Regions from separate parts of the Hordeum vulgare genome. Here all the other regions are linked to region 1. The links are chromatin contacts, called in public Hi-C maps. All regions are on one chromosome and are shown on one strand. Each heading gives the region's core, a stretch centred on a gene start, on an enhancer-like site or on the middle of the called end of the contact. The rest is flanking DNA. Distances are from core to core; before and after follow the strand shown.

Region 1 (4,929 bases), core at 1,387-3,886:
GCCAACGACACTTTTAACTGAAGGCAACAAAATCTAGCAAGAATTATGTATATTTTCCCAGTAGAAGGTTAATCAACTTACTCAAAATAAACTATTATGCCAACCAAGATAGTAAAATGAAACGGTTTAATATGAAAAAAAGCCCACTTAACCTCCATTTACCAAAGATGTATATCCATATAAAACTTGTACAACAAATTTCACAACAAAAATGTGCTGATTAATATAATATACCTATAATTTGTGTACTGTGGAATATGTGCAAATGCGTCACACTCAAAAAAGGTGCAGCACAGCTGAAGCTTTGAAAAGAAAACTTGTGAAGATCATGTTGATTCGTGAAATGCACTCTTCAAGAAAAGAAAAAGGTGTTCTTCCTCTATAAGGTGCCAAATAAGTTCTACAAATCATAGTTGTAAATCCAGTGGGGTTTATGCAGTGCACTGGCATTAACACGTCAGAACAAAAAATATGCAGTATTATTCTCCCTCTATAAGTTACAAAATACAAAAGTAATGCATGGCCAACATTTTGTTAAGTGCACTGACGGGAGAAAATTGGAACCTTGAAGAGCACTCAGCCCCTGAACACTAAAAAAGCAGCCCGCTGTATCAAGAGTAGATATGTTCCCTTGACTCACAAAAGCAACAAAGGCAGCATCACGACAGGTATTCAATGTGACATTATCTTGTTCTCCCACAAGATGGCGGAGGTATGACAAACCAGAATTTAAGCATTTCTTGCAGCTAACGTCATCTGGAAGTGAGGTTGCACAATTTCTAGTCACGTCACTGAAATTCGGGGACTTTAACATTTGGAGGATAGTAGTCATCCCAACACACTGATAGGACGCCTGAATCTTGATCCCAAGGCCACAAAATGAAGCTGCGGTCGGAAGTATCCCATTGGACACGAAGGTGTCTGAGATATTGCTAATACATGCATCGGCAAGTTCAGATGGAACACCAAGAGTGCCTGTTCTGTTCGCATACATTGCAGATGAGACCGCGAGGACGGCATTGATATAGCGGCAACACTTTGAGTGTCCATTCTGATCCGAGCATACAGAAGCTATCAGCGCAAAGTTCGGCCAACTGAAATCCAACGGACAATCTGCACGATCAAACAACAAACATGAGTACCGACGCAAATATGTAGATACATGATTGGCTGGCCTATAATCATAAACTTTTGAAAGAGGAGACTCGTCATTCTGTATCTTTGCTAAATTTCGCAAAACAGATGTCACACTCACACAGAAAGAGCAAAATGTGTAATTGATGTAGTACAGCAAGCCAACACTTATGCTCACTGTGCTCGTATCTAGCAGAAGTGAAGTTAACACCATTGGGAACAGGCCACATGACCAGCAGTCCAGCACTAGCTGGGTACGTGCCTAATGGATTGCCTGTCATAAATTTCATATCCATATTTCTCTCATTAGATCAGAACCGCTACGAAAACGAATATAGAGTATTTGATGGTACACTCTAGGGTCTAGGCTAGCACATATAAGCGAAAAAACAACCCATGTGCACGTGAGGAACATCAGGCAAATCAAAAATATCTCGTGACATTATCAGCGGTTCAGTAACGCCAAATGGCAGGACGGAAATCCTCACGGACAGCCAAGTCCAACGGCTATTGAAATCCAAGAGCCATGAAAGTCCATCGGCCCAGTCGTACGTGTACAGCGATCCCATTAGGTAAGCGAATTGAATGGCCTGAGGAAGGACTCCAACGCGATGGGGAGTGAGCAGAGGCGGTCCCTCCCTGCTCCCCTTGCCAACTACACTGCGTCTACAGAAGAACTGAAGAAGGCAGGCGAAAAATGCGCCCCGTACCAGTCGTGCTTAGGGATTGTTCCCGGGCTAAGTGACTCCATCTCGCACCTAAAAATGCCTTCTGTTCGCGTTCGCCTCTCCTAAAAATGCCCTACTCCTGCAGGTACTGTACTAATGATATTCTGGGCTGAATCATTAGAGAAAACTGAAAGGCGTTAGGGACTACTCATCGGATGGGCGTCGGAAGGGGAGAAATCGAAAACAATGATTGAGCGAAGCGTGCCCGCAGCCGTCGCCGTCGCCGTCACCATCGCCGACCGATCCCCTCGAACCCGCCCCAGATACCAAATGCAGCTAATGCTGCTCCGCCACTGGAGCGGAGTGGGCTTCGACCAGTTGCTAGAGACGGGAACAGGTGAAGATATTACATGGGGCGGCGAGAAGGGTTTACCTGCCGCGATCGCCGCGGGCGGAAGCGGGGCCAGGAGCGCGACGGCGGCGGCCAGCGCCGCGCAGAGGAGCGGCCCTGGACGCCGCATCCGGGGGCCGGCGGCGCGGCACAGGCCTCGTATCGGCCGCGGCGAGGGATGAACAGGAGCGGAAAGGTGTGGGGTTTGTCCGGGGAGGGGAGGGGAGGGCGAGGAAGGAAGGAATGGGATGCCAGGCTGACGCTGCCCCGACGCCAACCCAATATGCTCTGAGCTTGTGTTGCTGCGAGCCTGCGACTGCGGCCGCCGCTTTTCTTCTTTGCTTTGCGGGTCGCAGCGCGGCGCCTTTTTTCTACTACCCGCGCCTGGGAGAGTGGGCGGGGGGCTTCGGGATGGGCTCCCTCCCGGTCACGGGCAACTGCGAATGCGAGCGACGCGGAGGATTTGGGGAGTCCGCTGCGCCTCCGCGGACCACGGGTGGGGTGCACATGGCGCGGTACTCTGACCCTCACCGGCCCAGGCGACCAAGCAAACCCCGACGCCGTATCCAAGGACCTGTACTGTGCGGGTGTGCATCGTTCGTGTCCTTTTGTGGCCGATGACCTGGTGAGCCCCAGATGCTTGCGGTCGATCACCCTCCAACTTGAGGTGAGGTGAGGGCCCTCGACGGTGGCCATTGAAACCATCCATGCACAAATCGATGGCGTGAACCAAAAAATCTCAGAATGATAAGTGTTACACGACTCACACAAAGCAAGTTGATCGAGACACCCCATCATCACGCATCTTAGGGCATCTTCAATCGTAACTTGTAAATTTGTTTTCGTATCCGTTCACAAACATGGATGTAAAAGTCCACCAAACAACCGTAGTCACATAAATTTCTAACATCATTCAAACTAACCAGTCGAATTCGTGCAAATAGGTCGATTATCAAAGTTTAGATAGAAAATAGCACAAACTATTCTACATAGAATGCAAAATCAGTTTAGTACATCAATGTCACAGATTCGACTAGATTAATCGGGCGTTCAATACGTTTTTCATCAACCGATCATCCCCTCCCACACATAACACCCCCCCCCCACCTCAGCAAATATGTAAATATCCGTCCCTCTGTCCTGTGATACACCACAGCAGCATGTGCATGCTACATAATGTATGAACCAACATTGAATGAATGAATCGTTTAACAAGTTAACAAGTTAAGCAAGAGGAAGCAAAACTCGCGAGCTCATCCTGTGCCGCATGCAACGGCCAATTTGCCTCCAACTCATGAATCACGTTAAAAGACTTGCAACGCTGTTGTGGACAGCGTACCAGCGATGCGACATGACCTCACACTGCGTGCTTGAAATATGTACATATCGTAGGGCGTAATGTGCTTTTCAGAAGTGAAACAATTCATGCACCTGCTGTTATAAGGTCTCCCTTGTGCTCGTGCCTTTGAATTCCATGGATACGTCCAACCACACATCACACAACAACTCATCCTTCAAGCTCGAGTAGCTCACCATCCTTCGCACTCTAAAAACAACATGGTGTTCGAAAATAAGCTCAATGGCATTTCATCAAACACGTGTGGGGCGTGGTATCCGCAATAGAGGGCGGCAGAGTATACCTAGGTACAAACGACTCCAGGATGGGCAGCGGTCACAGAGGCGAGGAGGCGCCTCTGTGCTGGTGCAATTGCGGACGTCCGGCAATGCCTCTGTGGCAGCTGGAGACGTACAACAGCGGCATCGGAGGTGAAGGCTGCGGATGCAAAGCAAGGAGGAGAAGCGACGGAGTTGAAGGAAAATGGGACGGGGAGGGGTGATTGGGTGGATCGGGGGTGTCGAAATCCACTATCGCATGTCCAGACTCCCATAAAGCCTCACTCGTTGCCTTCAATTTGCGGGAAGAAGTACGTCTGAATCGTCGTGCACACCTATACAGGGTCGCGTTAGATGGCTTCCATGGTTCGGCTGTATGCAGGCGGTTTGTGAGTCGCCTTTGGAGATACCCTTACCACATTATCGCATGCATGCATACACTAAAGTTGTCATAGTGTTTACACTAAAGTTCCCATGATATGTTTTCAATATTTAAAGCTACCCATGAAAATCTCTTCTTTTTTAGCCATGTCGAATAAACATGTGTTGCCAGGCCAAGTTTTGGAATTTTATTTGTGAACCATTGCAAATTTACTTCATGGATCATGGAAATTCTTTACCAATTCACCATGGAAAATTATATTAATTGACCATGATAGTTTATGGTTCATGTAAATTTTGAGTCATTGATCATGCATTTTAAATATGTAGTTAATGATGGGTTTATTTTTAATTATGGACCATCTACAAAATTATATCCTTGGCAGGTTTTAGTAATTCACCATGGCAAGTTCTAATTTCTTAATTCTATCTTTTTTAATAAGTCAAAATTTATTTTAAACATAGAAGTAAAGGTAGTTGAAACATATCATGACAACTTCAGTATAAACAAAATAAAAATTATGTGCAATAGTCATGACAACTTTGAACAAGCAAAAAAATAGCTGAAACATATCGATATGAGATTTAGTTTTGAATATCCCGTTATGACGGATTTGTTGTGAAAACTTTTTCAATCGGATTTTTTGTGTAAGATATAAAACATTTTATAACTAAAAGCCTAAAATATTTCCGCTAACAAAATCAGTTCGTCATTTGCGCATGCATGCCGTGATGTGGCGC
Region 2 (4,929 bases), core at 1,350-3,849, 210 kb before region 1:
TCGCGAAAAAATTAATCTAAGCTACTATCTCCACAGTGGATAGTAACATAGGGATAATAACAACGAGTCTTTTATTTATTAGCTTATAGACTCATCTTATCTTGGTATACGTTAATACTCATAGTTAAGCTAAGTTACTCAAATTTTTTTCATTAATTAGTTATCACATCACATTTTTTGTTTAGATGGCATCATAATTAATTGTCACATCATAATATGAGTACTACTACTTCCATTATAGATAGTTTTACGGTTTATTGGAGCAGTCAGCTGCCTCCTCCACCCACCCTGGAGCCGCCATGAGGCATCACCTCCTTCACATCCCTTCATACTATTTCCAAATTTAAGGTAGGCCTGTCGGTTCAAACGTTTAGGATAAAGTGAAGGTTCGGTTAATTTTCTTTTTTTACGGGACACTGACGTTACGAACGTCTAAGAAAAAGGTAAAGGGTCTGGCTGAAGATGCTCACTGAGGAGAGCAACGTCCGCTAAAAACGGAAGCAACACCGGCTTCACGGCAACCACGCCTTGCGCACACATCACAAAACCCACGCCATACCGTCACCGTCCATGAAAAAATGCGGCAAGAAACGCGTGATCATTCATATCCATCCCGATGCTGGCGACAAAATTCATCTGTACATACACAACAGACATGCTGTTCTCTCTTCAAAATAGTAATAATCCACGTAATATTACATTAGACACATTACATAAGACATGCAGCAAGAAGAAGAAGAAAGAAAAGATGGCAGGTCAGGTAGGGTGGCTAGACGTGGGTGCAGGATTTCTTGAGGGAGACGACCTTGCCCAGCTTGGTCGTGTCCAGGCGGACGCTGCACTGCACGTTGTTGTAGAAAGTGGGCTTGACCAGCTTGCCCAGCACGCCCGCCCGCGCCCTGATCCTTAGCGTCAGCTGCAGCGGCACCGGCGGAGGCGGCACGCCCTTAGGCCCTGGCGTGCTGCTCAGCCCCGCGCCGCCGCCGTACAGCGGCACCTTACTGCCCACCACCGTCACCGCCACCTTGCGCTGGCTCTTCCTTGGCTGGTAGAAGTACTTCATCTGTCACAAACAGTTGGATCAGGATTCAGAAGTACTGTCTTTAGACGGTTTTGTAGCATGAGTTCACAACAGGAATGGGATCTCAACCCAATTACCAAAAAGAAAAAGAGAAAGGAAGAATACGAAGTTGATTTCTGTAAATACTGTATATATGAACTGGATGACAGCAACTCGGGATGACGATGTCCTGTTCGAGTTTTTCAACAGTGTTGAGTGGCCTCTGCTTTTGTAGCTATCAGCAGGACGTTGTCATGGCTAAAAAACACCCGTTTGTTTTGGTCAATGTGCAGCTGTGGTCCAAAGTTCGCAATCTAGAAACCACAAGACTGACTTCTTGCGTTTCCAATGTGAAAATGTGCATTCACAATACGACTCTTTGACGTAAATGTACCGCTTAAATTTTTTATCTTGACAAGAAATTAATCGCCTCGGTTGTTCTCCAAGCTGAGGATTACTACCATTGGATCCGTCCATCAGACGAGATCGATCAAAGAAACAGAGAATCGGTAGTACGAGGATGCGCGCGTGAATGAATGAATGCTTACATCGCCGGAGGCCATGAGGAGCTGGGAGTAGTAGAGCGTGACGGGCTGCGCCGTGACGTGCACGCCGAAGAAGCTCCCCGTGTTGCGGAACGTGAGCCTGACGGTGGCGTTGATCGTGGACATCTCCGTGGGCACCAGCGACGCGTCCGTCCCCGCCTGGATCACGAAGTTGTGGAACGTCACGCTCTGCGCAATCAACGCAGAGGAACCATCAGTTGTTGCAAGACAAGATGAATCACGAATCCGGCGACACGGAGGAACTGAGTGAGAGTACGTACGTTGACGGAGACGACAGGCTTCTGGTTGCGGCTGGCGCCCCAGAGGACGAGGGCGAAGAAAGCGAAGAGCACGAGGAAGGCGCCGACGAAGCCGAGCCCGTAGCGCACCTTCTTGGGGAGAGCGGAGAAGCCGCCGGCGCGGCCGTCGGCGTCGTCGTCGTCCTCCATGAGGAGCCCTTCCTCCTCGATGGCCGCCTCCTTCATCCAGGGGCTGCGGCGCGCCGCCTCGCCGCCGCCGCCGCCACCCCCGCCGCGCTTCCCGCCTCCGCCGGCGACGCCGCGGCGGGAGGAGCCGGCGGAGGGGACCTTGCCGGAGAAGCGCGAGGAGGAGGACTCCCTGGAGTGGTTCCCGAGCGAGCGCGGCGGGGACGCGGCCGGGGAGGAGTGGAAGGAGGAGGCGGCCGTCTTGGAGTGGTTCTCGCCGTCGTCGTGGCTGGGCGACTGCACGTAGTAGGGCGCCCGCGGCGGCGACGACGGCGCCAGGCTCGACGTCACCTCCGAGTCGGTCTTGGCGTGATGCATTGCGAGAGCGTCCGGCGTCTCGTCGTGCGTGCGCCCTCTCTCCTCTCTTCTCCCCTTGGTGAGTGTTGGTCGTCGTCTCCTTGGGCGCGGCCACGTGCGGGGTTGGCTCTTGTAGCGAGCGTGGATGTGTCGTGTGTGCAGTAGTGCTCGCCCACCTCTGTCTGGCGTGGGTTTGTGGCGTGCGCGGAGGGTCGGGTGGGTCGGGGCGGACGTGTTGGGAGATGTGCGTCCGCGTCCCGGGATGACTTCCGGGGGCGGGGCGGGGCGGGGCGGCGGCACCCGGACCCGGAGGACGCGGATCCGCTGCTGCTATAACGATAACGATGGGCGCTCCTACGCATTCGTCAACCGTATGTAGAGCGTGATCCCGAACGGGTGGGTTTAGCCGTTTAGGCCACTTGCTTTGCTTAATCTGGACCGTCAATTCAGGACCCGATCGATTTGCTTACGCGCTAAGTTTTCCCTTCTAACTGAGATTGACTGGTGGTAACGACATGGGGGTGGGGTGGTTGCACCGATGACCACAAAGGGTTTCGCAGCCGTCATTAGTTAACGCACTATCAAATCAAGAAGAACAAGAAAAGTGTCTTTACAAATCCAATCGCTATCCATGTAACAGGTATGGTATCTCTCATTTTTCTTGTTCAAATTGTTTACTCGAATCATAAAATAAAGAGAGAAGATATCGTGGATGTTGTGAGCTAATTAATCTGGCATCATAACATGTACTTAAAATTATGAAAAAGCTATGAAGTTGATGTCGATTCTTTACAATTTCCGAGTGAACGCTTTATCTACGGTAGCACGGATCTTAGCGCAAGACTGGACACCACGTCACTTTTTGCGGTCGTTTGCTCGGGCGGGTGGAATGGGCGATGGTAGCCCCAGATGTGATGATTGACGATGCGACGAGGATCTGGTGGCACGGGGACCCCACAACGGTTGTGCGTGATCGTATTTGGACCAATACACTTCTTGACTCAAACTCGTGAGAGGATCTTTAATGAACTATTCATTTCACAAAAGAAAAAAAAATTGTGAAGTAGCATGCAATCAACATTGGCCACATGAGGGAGAAGGCTAAGTATTTTTGCGAAGCTCTAGCAATGTGATGAGTTTGGTTTGATTCCACTTATGGAGTTCAATAGTGACTTTGATGGTACTTTGGTGGCTCAGCTCTTTGCCACTGTCCACTTTGCAATGATGAAGCTCGGGCACTCATTTGAATGACTAAGGACAAACACTTCTCTGCTCTTTGGAGGGGTTTTGTTTGTATTCTCGGTTATGATGACAAGGGCTTAGAGGAAGCTATGGACTTTTGCCCTCATAAAGTTTCAGAATGCCGATAACAAGGATGTGCTTATGGATCTTTATGTGCAAGGGAGAGGTGTTGCAAGTCATTCCATTTGACGCCCTCGATTTGATCGTACAGTAATCATATACGCAAACGTGTACGATCAAGCTCAAGGACTCCTAATCAATATCACAACACAACTCTATACACAAAAATCAAACATAAAGGTATATATGACAAGCCAAGCCACGAGGGCTTGAGTACATTAGTTAGCGGAAGCAACAACTCCTGAGTATAGACATTAAGTAAACAAGTTTTGTCTTAAGAAGGCTAGAACAAAAGATACACTAATCGAAAAGGCAAGGCCTCCTGCCTGGGTGCCTCCTAAATACTCCTGGTCGTTAGCGACCCCCACGTAGTAGTAGGCTCCATCGGGATAGTAGCTGTCGTCGACAATAGCATAAGGCTCGTGGGATCCTCCATCTAATCGCAACAATCGGGTAGAAGAACATAGGGGAAAAGGAAGCAAAGCGACTGTGAGTACTCATCCAAAATACTCATGAGACTTACATCGGGTCTAAACTACATATGCATTAGTATCAAATAAAAGGGATAGTATATGTGGACTAAACTGTAGCATGCCAGAATAAAGGGGGGAAGCTAGTCTTGTCGAAGACTACTCTTCTCGTAGCCATCATCTTGCAGCATGAGAAGAGAACAGATTTCATAGTAACAAGTATCAACGTATAGCAATAATCCTAACTCAGAGATCCTCTCCTCGTCTCCCTAAGAGAGAGAGCGATCGCCGAGTTGTATTTGTCACTTGTCTGGATGTATTTTATTAAGTATCCAGTTCTAGTTTTAAGAGATCGGAATACAACTCCAAATCATGTTATCGTGGACACATCTATTCGAATAGTTAATTCATCCCTGCAGGGGTGCATCACATTTTCCCAACATGCTTGATACCCTCTGGCAGGATACACTTTCCTGGGTCATGTCCGACCTCGGGACATCAACACGTTGTAGCCTCACCTAGACTCAACAGAGAGGCCAGCCTGTCGGACTAAATCCTATGCATGCATGGGTCTTGGGCCCATCGCCCTTTGTACTCCTGCATGTTGCGTGGGCGACCGAGATCAGTCCTGACGACCTCCTTTACAAGGCAGGTGCTTACGCAGACCACTCGGGCGCGCGCCACTCCAATTCTGACGTACGAAGAGCTTC
Region 3 (4,929 bases), core at 1,076-3,575, 130 kb after region 1:
GTTGTGGTCTAAACCCTAGGAGTAATGAGCTTAATTTGTCCTATGAACTAAAGCCTTCTAGTTTATATAGATACCAGGGGTGCAAGGGTTATACAACATCGGTTACATCAAGGAGGGAACACGCCGACCACCACATGATCATGGAGTACACGCCAAGTCTTCGGAAAAGTCCATCTGGAATATAGCATCACTTTATTTATCCGGAGTCCAATAATGATGTTACAATGGCCGAGGAGTCCGGTCCATGGAAATAGGTAAGCGGCCCGATGACCCCTTAGTACCGGACTCCCTCAATCCTCATCCATCTCCATCAAACCTATTCGCCGCCATTTCCATCTCCATAGTTTCCATCACCACCATAATTCATCCTTCATCACATCACATTTGGTCGTGCATCACACACAACATCCATTGTAAGACGTATTATCAATCAATCTCCATGATGTGTTCTTCAATGTGTTGTTCGTGTGATCTAATCTCCATGCGTGAGTAGTTCGGTAAGTTATGGGTTGATGAAAGATCCTTGTAGCCCATTGTATTTGTTGTGGGAATTAATGGAAGAGTTTTGAATCAACATTTCGTCTGTGTGAAATAAAATCGTTTCGTAGATGTCTCTTGTCCGGTGTGCGTTCTTCATTCTTGCACGTACCTAGGATCATGCAGAGCGAACCACTGAGAGGCTAAGGGCATGAAGACCGTGAAGTGTTATCCTAGACGCGAGTGACAAAAGGGTTTAGTACGGTAACATGGATCATATCTCTGAGGATTTAGGAGGTGTAGTTATTAAACACTCAAAGCTTTTATCCGGTTGTTGCAGTCTTAATTATCGGGGCAACCCCGCAAGAAGGATAGGGCCTTCGGTTGGACAATTGATTCTTGATGGAGGGCGCGTGTTGGTCAAGTTGTTATTAGGACACATCCCCCAATTCGGTTCGTAACAAGCACATCTCGATGGTGCCTTCCAGCACACAAATTAAGATCATTACTTGCTCCCAACACAAATATGTGGTTGTAAGCATTAAGATCTTATACTCGTACCTCTTATTATTATAAGTGTTCAACTCAAGGTAACCAATTTAGATCCGGTGAAAAGTTGAAATTGTTTCTTTAACAAAAGCTTGCTAGAGACCCTGGCTTCAAGGGAACCTTCCTCTCGTGCCCTCTATAACTCAAGATCACCTCTGAGGAAACATGTGTGGGTACTTTTTGTTCCATTTCGGTATCGCTAAAAGGAAGTATCATCCCGACAGATAGCAGCTCGCAGCACCTCTATCACCATGTCTTCCAACCGCCCATCAACACGGATTTTCACGTCACCTTGCAGTGGTCTAAGACTACCCATAATGAAGAGTAACATACACCTGACACTAGGCTATGTTACTATCTTTATAGTGGGTAGTAACATAACTGTGGTGTTATGCATAACTTTATTTATTAGGTTATAGACTCGTTTGGGATATGTGATGTTATGATAACTAGTTTGTTACTCAATTTACCTATCTTCTAATAAGCTCATTGTCGCACACAAATTTGTTGAATTAGACTTTATGTTACTCTTAAAGTTAGACTAACCATAATGGGAGTAACATAGATGGTAACATCACACATATATAGACAAAATAGATGGTGTGACAAGTAATTCATGCGGAAAAGAAAGACATGTGGTGACATAATATGTTACTCACACTATAATACCAGGCCAATATGAGCAGTCTATAATCTAATAAATGAAATGATGCGTGGCACCACGCATATGTTACTCCCCGTTATGGAGGTAATAACATAGATTAGTAACACTAATAAAAGTCATTTGGTGTCTTTGAGTTAAACTGTAAATGAGATCTCTTTTACCCTACATCAACTCCAAAAGCAGCTACAAAAGATATTAGATGGATTTCTTTTTTCATCACCAACATGTGGGGTGAAAGGTGTGTAGCAGATGCAGTGTGTGGATGACTTCAAGAAACTCCTCTCGACTTCATTTTGACGTGTGACCACCGGAGCAAAGCTCGGAAATTATAACCGTTCGATCAGTTGATTTTGGTATGATGAGCGGTAACAATTTACTCCATGAAGAATACCAACGGCTAAGACCATGCGGGGCGGTAACAATCTAGGCCCGAGCATCTAGGCCCGAGCATGGCCGTGGGCAACGTCGGGTCGGGCCTTTTCAGGCTGGGCCGTGCGGGCTGGGTTTCCATGGCGAGGTATGGTAAACATACTCCGACTGTTCGACATTGCCTGGCCAACGTAGCTGAACCGCGCCGCTCCGTCCCCCTGACTGACACAGGGGGCCAAGCGCAATGACAAACGCCGCAGCGAGGGACCAAGATCAGCGACGCGGAAAAACAGAGCGTAAACCACACACATAAGCAAGCGACGAAACCTGGAATGTCCGGCCTTACAAGCCACACAACACAGGGATTTGCAGGCTTGCTCCACCACAAAGCTTCCGCTGTCCGCCGTCTCCGGGAGGAACGTGGCACCAGCCGCGCGGCGCGGGGCAGAGCTCGGCGGAGGCGGGTGGCCGCGCGCGGCAAGAAGAATTGAGATGGCCAAGGAAACTGTGCTTCTCGCCGTGGCTTTCGCCGCCGCCGCCGCCTTGCTGTGCTCGCGCCCCGCCGTCGTCTCCGCTCGGAAGGTACGCTGACTGGTTGTTGAGGACTGACATTACGCTGGCTGGTCGTTGAGGGTTGTGATTGTGCTGCGCTCTCGTGGGCATGATCTCCGGCTGCCGCAGGTGGGCGAGACGTGCGCGCTGTCGCGGAACTGCGACGCCGGGCTGCACTGCGAGACGTGCGTGGTGGACGGCAACGTGCGGCCGCGCTGCACCCGCGTGACCCCCGTCGACCCGCAGAACAAGGAGCGGGGGCTGCCGTTCAACCGCTACGCGTGGCTGACGACGCACAACTCCTTCGCGCGGCTCGGCACCCAGTCCCAGACCGGGACGACCATCGTCACGGCGTTCAACCAACAGGACACCATCGCCGAGCAGCTCAGCGTGAGTCCACTGTCCACCCCGCTCCCGCTCTGCTCTCTCTTCCGTTTAGCTGCTGACCTGTGGGGCCGGCGAATCTACCGGAGTCCGTGTTAGAACCTGTCAGTGTGCGGCGGGGTGAGGTGTCCCCGGGCGCAGCACGTGGCAAAGAGGGCTCGTCCATGTGTCCAAGCAGCAGCGCACCTCCAGGCGCCGGTCTTTTTCTGTCGCTGGCTTGCGTGCACGCCCACACGCTTTGCTTGAAGCGTTGGCACGGCAATACTAACTGCAAGCATTGCCCATACCACACACATTGCATTGTGTATCCTTGTGTGGATGAGACGTGTGGTGTGTGCTCCAATTCGGGTAGCACGTCCATTCGAAATAAACACGATGTGGTCCGTGGCCGGGACCAGGACGAAATTACTTCAGTTCAAATTATTTCCCAAGGTAAAATTGGTGCCATTCTCAAGCTCAAGGGTTAGGTCCAAGTAATTGGATTTCTTGCGTCGCAGAACGGCGTGAGGGGCCTGATGCTGGACATGTACGACTTCCGGAACGACATATGGCTCTGCCACTCCTACGGAGGCGCCTGCCGAAACTTCACCGCATTCGTAAGCACCAACCAAGCTACTCCTCTACTAGGACCAATCTCGACCACAACACACACACACACACACAGTGACACAGACAAAGTAACAATGTTACGGTGGACAGACGCCGGCGGTGAACGTGCTCCGGGAGATCGAGGTGTTCCTTAGGAGGAACCCCTCGCAGGTGATCACGATCTTCATCGAGGACTACGTGGAGGCGCCTATGGGGCTCACCCGGGTGTTCAACGCCTCCGGCCTGACGCCGTACCTGTTCCCGGTGTGGCGCATGCCCAAGAACGGCGGCGACTGGCCGCTGCTCAGCGACATGGTCCGCGACAACCACCGCCTCCTCGTCTTCACCTCCAGGTCCGCCAAGGAGGCCGCCGAGGGCTTCGCACACGAGTGGGGCTACGTCGTCGAGAACCAGTGTACGTGCACGTCCATCACCATCGATCCGACTGCACACGTGACTGATTACCTAGGAAGGAGAACCTGACGATGTTTGTATCTATCCAATATCCATGCGCCGCAGATGGGAGCAAAGGGATGGTGAAGGGGTCGTGCCCGAACCGCGCCGAGTCGGCCGCCATGAACGACCTGTCGAGGTCGCTGGTGCTGGTGAACTACTTCCGGGACCTCCCCAACTTCCCGGAGGCGTGCAAGGACAACTCGGCGCAGCTGCTGGGCATGCTCGACGCCTGCCACGCCGCGTCCGGGGGCAGATGGGCCAACTTCATCGCCGTCGACTTCTACAAGGTGTCACATCCTTATTATCAGTTATTAGTTACCCTACGATGAACATGAGCACGATTGATTAGATTCATTTCTTCTGATGATTCATGGTTGTACCCTGCCTACCCAGAGGAGCGACCGAGGCGGCGCCGCGGAAGCCACGGACAAGGCCAACGGCGGACTGGTTTGTGGATGCGGAAGCATATCTGCCTGCACTGTAAATATACATGCCCCGCTGCTTGCCTGCCATGTTTACTGCATGTTTCGACAAAGTGTTCTGTTCTTATATAGAGAGAAAATGACACGAGATTTGTGTGTTTTGCTCAGGGTAATGGTACATGCTCGCCGCGCCGGCGCGGGAGCACGCCGAAAGGCATCTTCAACAAGACCTCAGACGCCGCGTCGTGGCAGCCGCCGGCCATGTTGCAGTGGCAGCAGCTGATGCTGCCAGCCACCTTCGTTGCTCTACTATTATGCTTTTAAATTGGACTCTGAGCAACATCAGAACTTCAGATTAGTTGGCAGACTGTAAATCATACTAGATGCAAACTAGAGATTTCATGTGTCGGGTCCTCGTCGCACGCTCCAAGTAGACTTTGCTGTTAAAAATTCTGCAAGGCCACGGCA

The links. A called contact is a pair of places that touch in the nucleus more often than the background predicts.
Region 2: a contact with region 1 is called in a Hi-C map of leaf, with 4 times the contacts expected there. The contact joins the promoter of LOC123430285 here to the promoter of LOC123426733 in region 1. A contact is called at or near these places in 3 of 6 Hi-C or Micro-C datasets (leaf and seedling) and 1 of 1 datasets of contacts at active chromatin or transcription factors (embryo).
Region 3: a Hi-C map of leaf shows a contact between it and region 1, with 3 times the contacts expected there. The contact joins the promoter of LOC123426732 here to the promoter of LOC123426733 in region 1. A contact is called at or near these places in 2 of 6 Hi-C or Micro-C datasets (leaf and seedling) and 1 of 1 datasets of contacts at active chromatin or transcription factors (embryo).

The regions. Positions count from the first base shown.
Region 1 is chr2H:476,881,843-476,886,771 of MorexV3_pseudomolecules_assembly, reverse strand. It overlaps LOC123426733 (probable receptor-like protein kinase At1g49730), which reads right to left and starts at 2,636. Exons shown (of 9, transcript XM_045110609.1): 1 at 2,236-2,636; 2 at 724-1,113. The coding sequence starts at 2,323.
Region 2 is chr2H:477,095,532-477,100,460 of MorexV3_pseudomolecules_assembly, reverse strand. It overlaps LOC123430285, which reads right to left and starts at 2,599. Exons shown (of 3, transcript XM_045114157.1): 1 at 1,887-2,599; 2 at 1,609-1,794; 3 at 638-1,063. The coding sequence starts at 2,408. The coding sequence ends at 770.
Region 3 is chr2H:476,751,877-476,756,805 of MorexV3_pseudomolecules_assembly, reverse strand. LOC123426732 (PI-PLC X domain-containing protein At5g67130-like) reads left to right here and starts at 2,325. Exons shown (of 7, transcript XM_045110606.1): 1 at 2,325-2,641; 2 at 2,741-3,001; 3 at 3,493-3,591; 4 at 3,695-3,998; 5 at 4,103-4,326; 6 at 4,433-4,519; 7 at 4,630-4,929. The coding sequence starts at 2,552. The coding sequence ends at 4,785.